Regions from separate parts of the Mus musculus genome. Here region 1 is linked to region 2. A link is a contact called in public Micro-C data. All regions are on one chromosome and are shown on one strand. Each heading gives the region's core, a stretch centred on a gene start, on an enhancer-like site or on the middle of the called end of the contact. The rest is flanking DNA. Distances are from core to core; before and after follow the strand shown.

Region 1 (5,554 bases), core at 853-3,352, 520 kb after region 2:
ACTCAGTCTCAAAAAACTACTAAGAGGTAGTAAATGAGGGGAAAACCGAGTATAAACTGGTCAATATGCAAGGAGAAGAGATAGCACCATTCTGCTAACAAACTGCCTACTCCTAACCTCTTCCATGCCTAAGTCTCAACAAAGAACCATAAACTTACGTAAAACATTGAGTGCAGTTTGAAGTAAGTTTACGGTGTAAGTACATTTAAGTTTATGCAAGGAAATCAATCCTTACATTTTACCAATGAAGACTCGGGAGCCAGATGCTGGCACAAAAAGTCTCCTTGTTCAGAGACAGAGAAAACACCCAGCTGGCCTTCCTCCTCAGTCGATGTCCCAAAAGCCATGCCCCCCAAAAGCCATTCTCCCACACCTTCATCAAAGAACCCCTTTAACTGCGTGTCCTTCTACTTCCTGTGTATCTCTCTGTCCATCTTCCTGCCTTCCTCCTTACTCTCTATGACGTTTTAATACTTCTATGTTCACTTCCTGTCACCTGTTGCTTGTTCTGCCTATTGACCATGGCTGACTTTGTTTTATCCTGTTTACAACAGTCAAGCTAAAAACGTTTGCATTTAAAGGTGTGTGCTAGGGCTGTTTTCCCAGTAAATAACAGAATCTGAGGGTTGAAGAGTGTGATCAAATATCCTGCAACAATTGAGGGTTCTTTTGTTTTGTTTTATTGGTAATTTTTTTTTTGTAACTCAACTGTGCAGGTACCTAGTGAGAACTCTAGAGGTTGTTGCAATGTCAGATGCCTTGCAGGCTCAGCTCCTGGGCAGCACTTGGCACAGCCAGCTTAGCCTACCCAAAGACTTCCACCTTCCCTTAAAGGAATGCTTAACTTCCCCTTGCCTTCTCCCCAGGTTTGGGGCAGGAAGTTAGGTGTCTTCTACAGACTAAGCACCTGGGCTTTCATAGTGCTCCATTTATAGGCTTGGCAGATATGGAACCGGTCTACAGAGACCTGTCTCTTAACCAACTATCAGACTATTCAAACAATGGATTCCAAAGAAATGGTAATTTCTCCAGGAATCTCACGCCAGCGTCCCAGAGCGGCGGCTTCGAGGGGGGGGGGGTAACTTGTCTCAAAGAAAGATTTCACACAGTTCTGTCAGACCCCTTCACAAGATGACACTGAAGGTGTGGGAGTGGTGGCTCACGCCTTTAATCCCAGCACTTGGGAGGCAGAAGCAGGTGAATTTCTGAGTTTGAGGCCAGGCTGGTCTACAGAGTGAATTCCAAGACAGCCAGGGCTACACGGAGAAAGACACTCCCCGCCCCCCCCCCCCCCAAAAAAAAGGACACTGAAGCCTAGACAATGCTAGCCAGACTATACTTTTTTTTTTTTTTTTTTTTTTTTTGGTTTTTCGAGACAGGGTTTCTCTGTGTAGCCCTGGATGACCTGGAACTCACTTTGTAGACCAGGTTGGCCTCGAACTCAGAAATCCGCCTGCCTCTGCCTCCCGAGTGCTGGGATTAAAGGCGTGCGCCACCACTCCCGGCTCAGACTATACTTTTGACACGGACTTCTTAGATATTCTTGGCTCTCTATTTCAATTTTAGTCTCACTTCGGGACTCCTGAGTCAGACTAGGAGTGATTTCCTCAATCGCTTTGTTCCTCTTCGACTAGGTGTTTTAAATCTTTTCCCGCTTTCCAATTTTAACTTGGCTCTTTCAGTTTGTTTATGAGGATAGATCGCCAGAGCGGACTTGTGGCGCAAGTTGTGATCCATGAACTCCATAACACTCAGAATACTACAGCTTAAGTCAAGGGAGCACATAGCTCCTCATCTTTGCGCAAGCGCAGCGGGAGGGGCGGGACTGTCCTCTGCCTAGCTCCACCCAGGCCCCGCCCCTGGCCCCGCCTCGGCAGCAGGCTTACGACGTCCAGCCCGCCGGTCATCCGGAAGGACCTCGCCCCGGGCGCCCGCGCGCCAGCTAGGACGCCACCTCCCTCTGCCCACGCCCTGCCCGGAGCTTACCGCGTCCCCTGCCGCTGGCAGCTCCTCCGTCCTCCGCCGTCTCCAGCGGCCCGACGCCAGGCTGTCCATGCGGCTTCACGTACCGCCTCTCAGGCCACTCGGAGGCGGGAACCACTCGACCACGTGTCTGGAGAAGCCAATGAGGAGGCGTGGGGCGTAGCCTAGACTCCACTGACTGCCCTCGCAGAGGGGCTGCAGGCAGGAGTAGCCGAAACCCGAATCTCCTACGGCCTGAAGTGCGGGTAATTCTTCCAGCAGCCACAGGTCGATGCCTCGCAAGCCCAAGCCGTGAGTGGCTTGTCGATTCTCGGTTCACAAAGTCAGTCCCAAAGGGCGTTTGTTTAGGATTTGCCACCCTTCGGCAACCCTTGGTCCGCGGGAGGCACGCCCTCCTCTCCTTCCTTGTGATTGGTTACTGAGTCCTGATAAGTAGATCCACGGACCAATCGGCACGCCTGAGGCTGCGCTGGGCGTTGTCTTTGGGAGTTGCAGTCTGACAGCTATCAGTTTTGCTCTATGGTACAAGAGAACTCGAATTCTCAACCTGGCCTAGTGGGCAGAGTCCTGCTGTGATTTTGCTGGCGGGTCGAGAGCATACACAGGAACACCGTGACCTGGGGCAGGGACAGCCACAGGCGTCGGGGATACGGAGTGGCTCTCGGCCTGGCTTTACGGAAAACTACACACTTGACTTCTCAGAAGCTATGCCAGGGTTCCTGCTGCAGCTTGAATAGGCTCTCCCTCTCCTCCCTCCCTCCAGGGCCCACCGCAAAGTTCTGAACTGTTCTCTACCAAAGCTCCCAGACCCCCATGCTTTATTGACGAATTAAATTAGAGCCAGTTCTTTGGCAGTGATTGTCTAGCAGTGGGCCTGTGAACTGGTTTGAACCAGTGGGAAGTAGAGAAGCTGCTTGGAGCAGAGACCGTAAGATCCCCTTTTCCAGTTCCAGTGTAGTGTTAGCTTCCTGGGACGATGGCAGCCTTCACATCACGAGGACAGCTAGTGGCAATGCTAGTGGGAAGTGAAGTTTAACACGAGATGGATTGTCGCAATCTCGTGTCACACACCCTTCCTACCTGGTGTATCTTTGGAATTATGAATCTATTGAATTTTTTAAAAGGCTTGGCAGTGTGTCTTGGTGTTGGAGTGCTTCCCTAGTGTGTTAACTGGGTGTTGTCTAGAGGAACCAAACAGGGTCTTAAAGACAGGAAGGTAGATGGAGGAAGGAGGATCAGAAATTCAAAAGTCAGAGGCTTGTGAAATGGCTCAGCGGGTAAGAGCACTGACTGTTCTTCCAAAGGTCCTGAGTTCAAATCCCAGCAACCACATGGTGGCTCACAACTACCCAAAATGAGATCTCATAATGAGAGCCGACACCCTCTTCTGGTGCGTCTGAAGACAGCTACAGTGGTACTTAATAAAATGAATAAATCTTTGGGCCAGAGCAAGCAGGGACTGAGCAAGCAGAGTTGACCTGAGCAAGTGGGGCAACCAGAGCAAGCAGAGGTCCTAAAAATTCAATTCCCAACCACCATATGGAGGCTCACAGCCAGCTGTACATGTACTCATATACATAAAATAAATAAATAAATCTTTAAAAAAAAGAAATTCAAAAGTCATCATCATAGTGAGGTGGAGGTTAGTCTGGGCTACTAGAAACTGTCTTAAAAACAAAACAGGGGCCTGGAGATATGGCTCAGCAGTTAAGAGCACTGACTGCTCTTATAGAGGAACTGAGTTCAATTCCCAGCAACCACATGGTAGCTCACAACCATCTGTAATGGAGTCCAATGCACTCTTCTGGTGTGTGTCTAAAGACAGCTGCAGTGTACTTGTATAAATAAACATAAATAAATCTTTAAAACAGAACAAAACAGGGCTTGGTTTGTTGGTGTACACCTTTAATTCCAGCATTTGGGATGCAGAGACAGGCAGATCTCTGTGAGTTCCAGGCCAGCTTGGTCTGCATAGAGAGTTCTAGCCAACCAGGGTTACGTAGAAAGACATTGTTTCAAAACAAAATAAACAAACAAAAACCATGGCCTGGAGAGATGGTTTATTGATTACCAGCATCTATTGCTCTTGCAGAGTGCATGTGTTCAGTTTCCCCAACCTATGCCATCTGACTCACAATTGCCTAAAACTCCAGGGGATTCAACATCTTGGGCTGGCACTCACATACATGCCCCTCAAAAATTTGGAGTTAAAATATATCTTTCTATAAAAAAAATAAGAAAAACAGCATGAGAGAATACCAAGTTGATCAAGATCCCTTTCCTGTAGGCTGTAAATCTTGTCAGCTCACTGCAGTTTGACTTTCTGCTGATCTCTCAGAGGGTCGGATCTACAGATAAGTTACTTAAGTGTCTGGAATCCTGGACTGTTTCAGGAGCAGCTCCAATTTTTTTTTTTTTTTTTTAGGTTTTTCGAGACAGGGTTTCTATGTGTAGCCCTGGCTGTCCTGGAACTCACTCTGTAGACCAGGCTGGCCTCGAACTCAGAAATCCGCCTGCCTCTGCCTCCCAAGTGCTAGGATTAAAGGCGTGTGCCACCACGCCCGGCTGAGCAGCTCCATTTTGAGACTGCTCTTTTTTCTTTAAAAAATGCTTGAGCTAACTCCAGAACCATTTCCCCACATCCTTAGCCCATGAACTGGGTACAGCAGTGGGTATTTGTAGGAAGGTATAGTTTGGATTGGAGAAGTGCTCAGTGGTAGTAGCCCAGGGTAGATCCCCAGTGCTGTAGAAGATGAACTTTAGCTCAGATGATATTTCCCAAGCACTAGTCATTTCAGAACTGACTGCAAGATGTGTATCAGATTTCTGTTAAATAACTCTATCTTAAGTTTTTGTTATTGATGGTGTTTGAGACCAAGTCTCTATAGTTCTAGCTGGCCAGGAATTCTCTGTATAGAGTAGGCTGGCCACAAAATCACAGAGATCTTCCTGTACCCACCTCATAATGCTGAATTTGTCATCAAACTTGGTTCATCTTAGCCATTTTGAGATGCACAGTAGATAAACACACTCACAGTGTGGGCAAATATAACTTCTTCCCATCTCCAAAATAACTCATCTTCCCCAGCTAAAAATGTCCCTGTAAAAACTGACTCTTGTTCCTACCCTCCTTTCCACTGCCTTTATAAGGTTGTGCCTATTCACTTGGTTTGAAGCAGGGTCTTAAAAACAAATGATAATGCCAGTCAGTGGTGGAGCACACCTTTAATCTCAGAACTTGGGGGCAGAAGCAGATGGATCTCTGAGTTCAAGGCCAGTCTGGTCTATAGGATGAGTTCCTAGACAGACAGGGCTACATAGAGAACCAAAGAATAAGAGGAGGAAGAGAGAGAGAGAGAGAGAAAGAGAGAGAGAGAAAGAAGCCTGCCTGCCTGACTATGTAGACCAGGCTAGCTTCAAACTCAGAGTGATTCTCTTGCCTCTACCTCACTGAGTATAGACATTAGTTGTGTACCACCGTGCCAAGCTGTCTGTAAAGCTGACCAGCCTTTACACCCGATATGAGTTGAGTTAGAGTACCTGGATTTTTGTAGTGGTTCTGCTAAATACA
Region 2 (5,304 bases), core at 2,575-5,074:
CTTTCTGTTTATGCTGTTTACTGTTGCTCTTTTTTTTTTTTTATAAAAAAGAAGAAATAGTCATTTATTTTATCTTTATTTTTTCCATTTTTTATTAGGTATTTAGCTCATTTACATTTCCAATGCTATACCAAAAGTCCCCCATACCCACTCACCCCCACTCCCCTACCCACCCACTCCCCCTTTTTGGCCCTGGCGTTCCCCTGTACTGGGGCATATAAAGTTTGCATGTCCAATGGGCCTCTCTTTCCAGTGATGGCCGACTAGGCCATCTTTTGATACATAAGCAGCTAGAGTCAAGAGCTCCGGGGTACTGGTTAGTTCATAATGTTGTTCCACCTATAGGGTTGCAGATCCCTTTAGCTCCTTGGGTACTTTCTCTAGCTCCTCCATTGGGAACCCTGTGATCCATCCATTAGCTGACTGTGAGCATCCACTTCTGTGTTTGCTAGGCCCCGGCATAGTCTCACAAGAAGACAGCTACATCTGGGTCCTTTCGATAAAATCTTGCTAGTGTATGCAATGGTGTCAGCGTTTGGATGCTGATTATGGGGTGGATCCCTGGATATGGCAGTCTCTACATGGTCCATCCTTTCATCTCAGCTCCAAACTTTGTCTCTGTAACTCCTTCCAAGGGTGTTTTGTTCCCACTTCTAAGGAGGGGCATAGTGTCCACACTTCAGTCTTCATTTTTCTTGAGTTTCATGTGTTTAGGAAATTGTATCTACTGTTGCTCTTTTTATGAAAAATTTCAAACAATGCTTTCTTGTAGGACTTTAATTTAAGACATATAGATTTTGATTCTAAAAGGATACCAATCTATTACTTTCTTAAGATTGGATCATCTTTGCACATCAGTTGTAGAGAATAGTTTCGTCTTAATATTAAGTCTTTACTCCACTCTCAGGGATTACGTCGTGAATGTAGTTTCCCTTCCTCCTCTCCTCTCAATTCCTTCTCCCCAGTCACTCCGCCATTTCTCTTCAGAAAAGGGTAGGTCTTTAATGGGCAGAAACCAAACATGGCCTATCAAGTTAGAGTAAGACTAGGCACCTCCTCTCACATTAAGACTGGAAGAAGCAAAGGGTAGGAGGAAAAGAGTCACAAAATCAGGCAAACTACTCAGAGGCAGCCCCCCACCCCATTCCCACTGAGTCCCACAAGAAGGCCAAGGTACACAACCATAACATATGTGTGGACGGCCTTGGTCAGACTCATGCAAGCTCCCTGGTTGTCATTTCAGTGTCTGTGAGCCTCTGTGGGCCTAGGTTAGTTGGTTCTGTGGGTTCTCTTTGGTGTCCTTGACCCCATCTAGTTCTTATAACCCCTCCTCTTCTTCTGCAGGAATCCTTGAGCTCTGCCTGATGTTTGATTGTGGCTCTCTGTATCTTGTTTCCATCAGGTGATGAAGCCTCTCTGATGATGGGTGTGCTGGATTCCTATCTATAAGTGTAGCAGAATATCATTAGGGATCATTCCATTGATATCTTCTCTCTCTCTCTCTCTCTCTCTCTCTCTCTCTCTCTCTCTCTCTCTCTCTCTCTCTCTCTCCTTTCCCTTTCCCTTCCCTTTCCTTTTCTTCTTCTCCTTCTATTTCCAGACTTGTCTGGCTCTTTCCTGGGTTTCTGATTCCTGGCCCTCCAGGCAATGACAGGGGTAAGCTCACTCTCATGGCACTTTACACATTTATCTCTCTCTCTCTGTCTCTTTCTGACTGTCTCTGTCTCTGTCTCTCTCTCCTCTACCTTTGCTTACGGTAGTCAGGAAAAATTTTGTAGGTTGAAAGTTTTGTATCTGGGTTGGTAGTCTTGCCTTAGCCAGTGTTTTTAACTTCTGAGCCATCTCTCCAGTTCTGCCACCCAGATAGTTTAACAAGCTACGATTCTGATATTAATTGCATCGGCTCCAGAGTGTACTTGTTTGGGGTCTCAACAGGAACTCTGATTTAATCTTGGTCTTTCTCATTTTCAGTTCCATTAGGATCCCAGTTCTAATTGGGCCTTGGTAGCATCATGCTATATGGGGCCTGGCAAATAGTATCCTTACTCAATAGTCTGTTGCTATCCCAGGAGCCTGTGCAATATGCACGTATGGTCTACAAGTGCACAGCACAGATTCTTATGAAATTACTGTACGAGTGATAAACCGGAGGACCCAAGATAACCAAGAAGCAAGAGCAGGACCCAGGGTAAACTTTCATGTCTCTTGTCCCTGGGCAAGAATACCCCTCTCTGTCTGAGCACAGCGCTGGGGAGGTGGACTAGTTACTCACTTCATTACTATAACCAAATACCTGAAAGAAATCAAGGGCTGGAGAGGGGCGCTCTCGTTCAGAGAAAGGCTGAGCATCATTGAAGGGACAGCATGACAGCAGAATTAGCTGCTCAGGATGCAGAGAGAGTTGTGCTGGTGCTCTCTTTATCTTCTCCTTTGTTCCCTTCTCATTCAGTTTGGGATCTCAGTTCTTAGAGATGACACCACCCATATTGGGGGAGGGGAGCTCCAATGCCCAGAGGTGTGTCTCTGAGGTAATTACAAATCCAAGCAAGTTGTTGAGCGTAGACGACACAGAAGGACTCTGAGACTTGATTTGATCATCCCATGTATCTAGGAGTCTCGTTTATCTTCTATCAGCAGTTATTCTTAGCATGTCTGGAGGAGGTGACAGTGGAGGTGAGGAGGGGCGGCTTCAAAGGGTGAATGGTGGCCTCTGTGAGTCACTGGGGCTCCTCATACAACAAACCTTTGAGCAACGCTTCTAAAGGTGGTAGGTAAAATGTTGGCTCCTCCAGGTCACTGAACCAGGGTACTAGTAAGGACCAAATCCAGGCAGGAGAGCTGCACACTGGGAAGATGAAGGTCTCAACAAACAAAACCACAGCATGGTTCTTAGCATATGTGCACCTGGGATGGGACCCTGAAGTTAACAACACGTCTCTCTGAAGCTTTAGGACGATAACATTCCCTAAGGATTTTATGTCAATCAAGTCAGATACCATGGGGCGCCAATCAAGTACCACAAAGTGGGTGGCTTGAAAGAATGAAAATTTGTTTATAGTCCAGGAGGCTGGTAGTTCTCACCTCCTGCACAGCATCTGGTACACAGGTGTATCTGGCTTCTAGTTTTCTGTTCACAGGGACAGCAGTAATATCAGATTAGGACTCTCCTAACTAGTGACATCATCTTCAAGTGTCACCTCCGTGTTTTTCCAAATAAGGCCATTATGAGGTACAGAGGGAGAATTCCAACAAGGCTTTCTTGGTGGACAACATTTAAATCCTGTCATCTCACACCAGATGCTGGATACTCACACTAGCTGAACCACTACTGAGCCATTCCAATTCCAAGTGCCAAGAAGATCCTGAAAGAAAGCCCTGGCCCAGCTGGGCAGTGACTGGATTCCTAGTGGGCTTAACTCTTCCACCACCCTTTGGGTGCGCGCTGTTGGCAAATAGTGACTATGTCTCAGCGGGTAAACTGGGACTTGGGGTGGTGAGGTCGAGGTGAGAAGGTGCAGCTCAGCTCCGGTGGGATGATGCGGCCTGATGTCTAGGATGGGCAAAGAACCAGTTTCAGGTCTGGAAGAAGAGGCCTGCTCTAGGAACACGCACCCAGGGAGGAAGCACAGAGCGGCACCCTTGCGTCACACACTGGGCGTGCTTACACTCCCCGCCCCTTTTCCGGCAGCTCCCAGAGCCACGCCCCGCGTACCAGGCCCGCTTTACACCCTCGGACTACAAGCCCACAGCTCAGTAATCAACTGCACCCTGACTCCGCCCCCGCCCACCAGGCCCTGCCCCGTGCTAGGCCCCGCCCCCACCCCGTGCACGCGCCTGCGGCCCGTATTTCTCAGTGCCAGATCTTGGTGCTCAGGCACCTAAAACTTGTGTACCGTTCCCCGTTGCTGTCTGCAGTTTGCAAGCTGGTGAGTTTTGGGGCACTGTGTGGGGCCCTCTCTGGAGAGAGCCGAAGTCCAGGGAGACAGTCGTGGCTCTGAGTTGTCCTAAGGACTCCTTCCTTTCTCTAGGACCTCAGCCCCTTCTGTACAGGCTGCCCTACTTCCCTTGGCCCCGGGGTTCGTGGGCAAGTCTGCCTGGTGACTGGGCATGTCTCCTGCCACACCTCCAGATGCCCAACACTTCTCAAGTCTCTGCTGGATCCATGCAGGTCCCCTGGCCATACTCTTTCCCTTCACTGGTGACCAGGGGGTGGGGATCCCGCTTCACCTTTCTTTCAGGAAGCTTCCAGAAGCTCCTCAGCTTGTAGCTCAGATCTGCTTGTAGTAGGCCCATACTTCTCATAGCTCCTTCTTTCTTGAGAGTAGGAGAAAATAACCAGGCCCCGGGGTCCTGCAACATCATGGCTGGTGCTAGGCACACCTGGTTAAAACCTCAGAGAGTAAACAAACAGTACATTCGCTCCGCGCCCAGTGGGTCTAGGTTTTTGTTCTGTACATTTTATTCTGAGCTGCCTCATCCAGACCCTGATTGTGAGTTCAGAGAAGTAAGGTTTGAGTGTACGTGTGCGTGCACACGTTTGGCTGGACCCTCCTCAGACACAGACAGGAGCTTGTGGAAAGGGTATTCTACAACCTGCAGAGTCTCTGTAGACAGACCTGCTCTTCATTTCACTTCCCTGACAGGTGATCCCAGATGATTTTAACTTCATGTGTCTCTCAGTATCTGCAGCACTTGTCGTAGGGTGCTGGGTGTGGGGGATGTGAGAAGCCTGGCCTGTGGTCAGTGTCCTGTAAGCTTAGGCATGTCATCTGAGCATTTGACAGGACCTAGAGCCTGAGAGTGGCTGGACAGAATGGTCTGCACAAATGCCCTGCCTGAGGCTCCACCCACTCTGGGCCACTCTGGGTATTGACATAGTTTGGTACTGTCTGAGGTCTAGAGGAGCCAGGCCACAAGGATCTATGGGAGTAATTTTTTTTTCAATTAGAGGGAAAAATCTGTCATAATAAGAGTTTGACTAATATGTGGTATGTCTTTGAAGAAGTTTCTGCTGTTACCATGGTTTAAGAAGCAGAGTCTCAGGTGTTGTGGTAAGGTGGCTGTGTCTTGTACAGCAACTTCTTTCTGTGGAGAGCAAAAGGCACCGATCTTTGGGTCCTGTTCTAGATCAGTGGGCCCCATCTGAGCCTGTCTCTACTCCCTCACTGGGCCTGCCAGTGTGCGGAGTGTCCTTGGCTTAGTTTTCTATGGCTTCCTCAGAACACCATGACTAAGGAGTCTTGGGGAGGGGAGGGCTTATTTGGTTTACATATCCTGATAACGGTTCCCCATGACGGGAAGGCA

Evidence for each region. A called contact is a pair of places that touch in the nucleus more often than the background predicts.
Region 1: a Micro-C map of embryonic stem cells shows a contact between it and region 2, with 6 times the contacts expected there. The contact joins the promoter of 9430038I01Rik here to the promoter of Mgmt in region 2. A contact is called at or near these places in 1 of 39 promoter capture datasets (hippocampal neurons), 7 of 484 Hi-C or Micro-C datasets (LSK cells, Th1 cells, double positive thymocytes and 4 more) and 2 of 115 datasets of contacts at active chromatin or transcription factors (bone marrow-derived macrophages and microglia).

The regions. Positions count from the first base shown.
Region 1 is chr7:137,408,654-137,414,207 of GRCm38.p6, forward strand. It overlaps 9430038I01Rik (RIKEN cDNA 9430038I01 gene), which reads right to left and starts at 2,103. Exons shown (of 4, transcript NM_029886.2): 1 at 1,987-2,103. The coding sequence starts at 2,055.
Region 2 is chr7:136,890,762-136,896,065 of GRCm38.p6, forward strand. It overlaps Mgmt (O-6-methylguanine-DNA methyltransferase), which reads left to right and starts at 3,825. Exons shown (of 5, transcript NM_008598.3): 1 at 3,825-3,926.